Regions from separate parts of the Rattus norvegicus genome. Here region 1 is linked to region 2. The links are chromatin contacts, called in public Hi-C maps. All regions are on one chromosome and are shown on one strand. The core of a region is the stretch at or near the end of the contact, and the rest is flanking DNA. Distances in the headings are between cores, read along the strand shown. Region 1 holds the start of Rnh1 (ribonuclease/angiogenin inhibitor 1). Region 2 holds the start of Cox8b (cytochrome c oxidase, subunit VIIIb).

Region 1 (3,099 bases), core at 143-2,642, 300 kb after region 2:
CAGGCTCAGCCTGCAAATGACCCAGATTGTCTATCACACTAAGAGGGCTAGGACAAACAGGACAAGGCACTGTCTGTGGAAGGAAGGATGTTTCTGAGGCCTGAAGACAGCTACCCATGTCTCCACATTCCTGAACAACTGCCACGAAAGCTAGCCTGGACAGCATGTGGGTATCCTGGTGGGCTCCTTGGAAGAAGTGATCTGTGCTGTGCTGCCAGCACAGAGGAGGGAGAGGAGTGCTAGGTTCTGTTTAAGAGAAACAGAAATCACTTCGGCTACTCTCTATAACAGTTATGACAATGACAGCAGTTCTGTGTGAAGTTACAGCACCTGGTACAGCATAGCCTTGCTAAAGGGGTCTTCCCCTCCCTTCCCAGGGCTAGGAGTCCACCATGGGGAAAGATAAACTTTACACATATTGACACAAGTAACGGAAAACTGAGGCAAGGATATAGATAACTCACTGTGGTCATACAGCCAGGGGATGGAGAAACCAGAGTTATCCCCACCCTCGTCGAGCCAGTGAGTAAAACCAGCACTGCCTGGATCAGATGTGTCATCCAAACCCAGTCATCACTGGGGCACTACCAGTGGGGTGGGGCAGTTACAGTACTTCTAGTCACAGGCACAGCTCCCAAGTCCACAAGTCCTGTTCTCTTCTGCACTACAACTGGGTCCTTTTCCCTTTGGGGAAAGCACAGGACTGGACTTTATGGGAGGCAGGGGGCCAGCCAGTTATCTGTGATCATCTGAGGTCAGGGACAAGGGATGTGAAAGTAACCAGGCAGCTGACTCTCCTCCCACACGCCTCCCCTTATTTGGCCTTGGGACCAGGCCCTTGGAAAGCACACAGGTGACCAGGCAGGAGGCCCCACCAGCCCGGCTTAGAGGCATTATTCAGGCCTCTGCTTAGATGTGATTGGGGGTTGCTTGCTAGCTAGCTGCTCCTAGCTGTAGCTCTGTTGGGTTAATCCTAGGATCTGAAGACACCCTCTTTGGGCCTTAAAGTGAGCGAACAGGCAGCTGGTAACAGGCCGCTGGTGACCGAGCTATGAGCTCAGCCTTCAAGCACTGAGAAAGGCTCCTCAGGGCACCAGTGTGTCACCCTAAGAAGGAACAGGCCTCAGAGGCTCGCCCGAGCCGTGATCCCGCCCCTGCCCCCGCCCTAATTTTTGGTCCCTCGAACCTTCTGGTCCAGACGCTCTGCCACGTATTAAGAAGGCCAGGAAGGGACCCGAAAAAGACTCTCAAAGGCAGACGGGAGCCCCAAAACATGGCCCTAGCTCACCTGGTGCCGCTGCTAAAGGTCCCAGTCGCTCCGGTTTCTTCCGCCCAGGGCGGGGCCTAGAGACTTTGGCTGGTTCCCATTCTCTGGCCCCAACTAGCCTTTCACTTTGCGGTCTGGAGACCGCCCATCAGGTCTGCCCCTCCCACATGCAGGCTGCACTTTGGGAACAGAACTTGACAAACCTGAGTCACTTCTTTGGGTCTGACTAAAACTGTTAAATGATTCACAACTGCCTCGAAATGGGTGCAACTGTGATGAGAGATTCTAGCATCAACAACAGCACACGCCCATCTCTCTCTCCTACAAGTCAACAAGGTTTTGATGGATAGAACAGTGTTCAAAGCGTCCTTTATGTCCCCAGGAATGTGGCTGAGGGTGGTAACATACCACCTCTGATGCATGAGGCTCTCAACACCCCCAAAAGGCAAGCATTTCGTCACTATTTAAGCATTTCTCATATTTGTATTATAATATATATATATATATATATATATATATATATATATATATATATGCTTCGTCTGCATATAAGTCTATGCATCATGCCCAGAGAGGTCAGAAAAGGGGATCAGATTCTCAGGGAATGGCCACCATTCAGGTGCCGGGAACTAAGTCATGCTCCTAACTGCTAAGCCATCCCTCCAGCCCATGTTTAAACTTTGTAATATACTCCCAAGTTATGGGATTTGCTTTTGGTTTCAGCATTTTTGAAACAAGGTCTTGATGTGTAGCCCAGGAAAGCCTTGAATTTGCTTCCTGAGTGCTGGGATTCTAGCGATGTGGAAAAAAATCAGCATTGAGAGTTTGTCCCTCAGGAGCCTTGCTCTCTTGCGCAGATGGCCACACACAACACCTGTCAAGGAACTGGTATTCATCCACCCCAAGTATTTGTTAAACACTGGTCATGTGCCAGGTGCTGTTCTAAGTCCCTGCCAGGACTCTAATAACATAAGTAAAGGAGATTCCAGCAGGCCAGCATAGGAAACAGGGACTGTGTTCCCCAAAACGCTTGGGACAGGGAGCTCTAATGGGAGAAAAGGAGGCAAAGAGGCAGGCAAGAAGATAGGTTGGAACGGAGCTCAGCTTCATGAACCCTGCACAGTGGCCACTACAGACACAGCTTAATCTTCATTGCTGTAGGAGCTGCCCTCACTGCACCAAGACACCAGCAACTGGTCAGTGAAGTAGGGATCAGTGCTTTGGGGAAAGATAAAGCCTGCCCAGTCAGCAGGAACACTTTGGCCAGGCCAGCCTTTACTTGTTGCTAACATGAAGGAGAATTCCTGAAAAGAAGCTGTGTTTACAGAGACCGGTTGATTAGACTTGCAGTGCTGTGGCAGAATCAGAATGGTGTAGTTCCAGAGGCTACATTATCCTGGGCGAGTTCTAGCCCTCTAGGGCAGCTCTTCCTTGCCCACCTCTATGTCAGAAGTAACATCTGTGACTAATAGAAACCTTTTGGGATTTTTTTTTTGGGGGGGGTCATGATAGGGGTTCCTGGAACTAACTCTAACACACACACACACACACACACACACACACACACACACACACACACACACACTCCTTCTCTCTCCCCCCTCCCCCCCAGACTGGCCTACATACAGCTCACGAAGATCTGCCTTCTCCTTCGCACTGAGTGCTGGCATGAAAGGTATGTGTCACCACACCCAGCTTCCTTTTGGAATCTTTTAACTTAGTAGACCAGTGGCTTCCACTAAACTAAAGTCTAAGAGTGTCATCAGATAGCACCTTGGCCCTACAGAAGACCTTCCTTCATCTTGTTGTACCTATCGCTGTGATGTGCCCAC
Region 2 (2,739 bases), core at 173-2,672:
CGCCGAGCTCCTCATGCTGCGGAGCTTCTCTTATAGCTCTCCAAGTGGGATAAGACCCATCCTGCTGGAACCATGAAGCCAGCGATTATGACTGACATCCCCACAGCCTGATCCTGTGGAAAGAAAACCAAACATGAGTCCACTGGCCATTAGAAGGCTTGGGCTTGGCCATAGGCCATCCTTAGAATCCTGCTGTGTGGGGCTTCTGTCTCGGTCAGAAGCAACCAGAGGTCACTGCCCTTGCTCTTCTTCTCTGCATGTTGACCAGCCATAGTCCCCATTTCCCTTCTGCTTCTCTAGGCAGTCTGTGAGCAAGCAGGCTCTGCGTGTCAGAGAGCTTGGCAGCTCGGAGTCCTTGGCAGGGAGAGTGACCTCAGAAATCAGGAGCAACGACCTTGGGCTTCAGAAACCAGGATCCTGCCTAGCTGAAGCAGCTCCCAGTGAGGCAGAGGTTCACTCAGCTCCTGTCCAGTCTTATGTCCCAGGGGGCTATGCAGAATAGCAGAGCAGCTAAGGTTTCCATTGTTACAAACGAACACTGGGCTTTTCTCAAAAGCAGCCCCATTCAGAAGCCACAGTGAGTGAGGTCGGACACCTGCCTTGAGTGTCCCATGTGCAGTGATGACCCCCGTCAGGAGCCCTGTGTTCTCAGTAGCTTTAGGTAGAGACACATTCTGAGCTATCAACTGTGTGACACCCTGAGTTCTCTCAAAACAAGGCCTGTGTCCAGGCCTTCTTGAAGCTGAGTCAGTACTTCATTTGAAAACCAGTCCTTCCTATTAACCTTAATCCCGAGTTTAAGCAAATTCAGCCTAGACTAGGAATCTTAGTCTGGGCTGAGCCGTAGCTCTATGCATGAGTCTTTTGTACATGTGAGACAGACCTACTTTATATGTCAAATTTCATCAGATTTGCTGCCATTTTAGTTTTCCCCTCAGAGCAGCCCTCCTTGCCCCATAACAAAGGAATAAACACAAACCGATATGAGTCCTGTATCCTAACTCTGCCCCCTAATTCTGTCATTGTCGACCTTGGCCCAGAGGTATGTGAGGTCTGAGGACGTCCCTACCCCACCATTTGTAGCCCTTTGAGAGCCTGGCCCACGGGCAGTGGTGCCAGGGTGCTCTTCTGGCACTCAGACACCATCTTGCATAAAATACTGATAACCTAGCACCACACCCACCCCTCTCCTTTATCACTTTAATCTTCCCTGTTGCCCTGAAGCCCAAGGAATCCTACCTTAGGAGTTACTTACCATGGCAGAAGTGGGAGATTTGGCTGGCTTGGAAGAGATACGGGCTTTAGGAATCACTGTGTACTTCTCGGGCGCTTGGAGCAGCCGCAGGATAGGGGGAAGCCTTGGCATGATTCTCGGGGTCGCACTCTTTCCTTGGCCCCAAAGAGGCACCCTGAATGTCTGCTGCACGTCCTCTGCTCACTTAGGTAGCTAGGGCTTTTTATAGTTGGGGCGGAGAACTGCAGCTGTCTCCTGTCACAAGACTTGGCAGAAAGGACAGCAGCTGGTAACTGGGAGAGAGCCAGTCTGCCCCAGGAACGTGCTGTGACCCCTCAACACGTAGGTGATGAGCTGGGCCCTTCCATATAGGATTCACTTCTTTGCAGAAAGAGACTTCAATGGGATAAGCCCAGGAAAGTCAGGCTTTAAAATGCAAGAGATGCAGCATACGTTAAAGAAAGAAATCCTGGGGTATCAACAATGCATACAGAGCCTGCATTGAAGTCCTACAACCTGGTTTCTGGATGAGAGGCAGCTCTCCCATTCTCAAATGGTGCACACTGAGCTAGTAGTCATGTTCTATTCTTCATAGGTCTAGGCGTAGCTGGGGGATTCTCCAGGGCTCCATATATTCCTGCGTGGTGAATGGCCTCACAGTTGTGCTGCAAAGGAACAAAAATAGAGTATAGACCAGGTACTTTCTGGGTGCTAACTGTAGGCAGGAACCATGTCTGTCCCCAGACCCTTGTCCCCAGTCAGGGTACCAGGCTGGGTGAGCTCTAACACTCAGGCCTCTCTACAGATAGTGTGCTGTCCATTTCTCCCCAGACTTGCATTAGTGCCTTGTTATCCTGCTCCCTGGAAGGCTATCACCCTGCAGACCCCACTCTCCCTTCCATGTGCTCCTCTCCTCTATCCCCAGGCAGTAGCTGTCCTCTTAGCCCAGCTGACTCCTACCAAATGCAAAGGGCCATTTTCAGCACTGTGTGGTTAGCCTTGTGTCGCTCGGCTGCTGGATTCCCTCCATCTCATCCGTCTTCTGACCTCTGGTCAGCCCCAAGTTCTTGGGTCTCTCTCTTTCCAGACCTCCTCTGGCCCTGACCCACTGTGCTTTAGCACTGCCAGCTTCTCAGTCATCTGAGACTGACTGTGATCAGGACAGACTAACCAGCGATGGTTCTGCCCACCGCAGGGCCAAGTTCTGTGACCCCGAAGTTTCCTTCTCCAGCAGCAGCCTCTGTTTGCTCTGGAATTCATACTCTGCTTCCAACCCACCAATAGCACCACACCGCAGAGATTAGCTCCCTTCTTCCCAAACTCTAACCCCTAAAGTTTCTACTTCGGCCTCTCTACACACTGTCTCAGACAATTCCTGTAAATCAGCCATCACCACTGCATCCTCCTCCAGGCTCCACGCCTCTCCCACAGCCCCCAAGGCCTCAGTGGTGTGCATAGCACCCCCTTCTATTCTCTCCTATCTGTCCAGGTCACTAATGGCATCT

Evidence for each region. Hi-C and Micro-C count contacts between places; a contact is called where the count stands out from the background.
Region 1: a Hi-C map of psoas muscle shows a contact between it and region 2, with 2.2 times the contacts expected there. The contact joins the promoter of Rnh1 here to the promoter of Cox8b in region 2. A contact is called at or near these places in 10 of 12 Hi-C or Micro-C datasets (the A7r5 cell line, the Rat2 cell line, Schwann cells and 6 more) and 1 of 1 datasets of contacts at active chromatin or transcription factors (oligodendrocytes).

What each region holds. Positions count from the first base shown.
Region 1 is chr1:205,705,418-205,708,516 of GRCr8, forward strand. Rnh1 (ribonuclease/angiogenin inhibitor 1) reads right to left here and starts at 1,393. Exons shown (of 10, transcript NM_001270763.1): 1 at 1,289-1,393.
Region 2 is chr1:205,406,851-205,409,589 of GRCr8, forward strand. It overlaps Cox8b (cytochrome c oxidase, subunit VIIIb), which reads right to left and starts at 1,423. Exons shown (of 2, transcript NM_012786.3): 1 at 1,256-1,423; 2 at 1-113. The coding sequence starts at 1,366. The coding sequence ends at 12.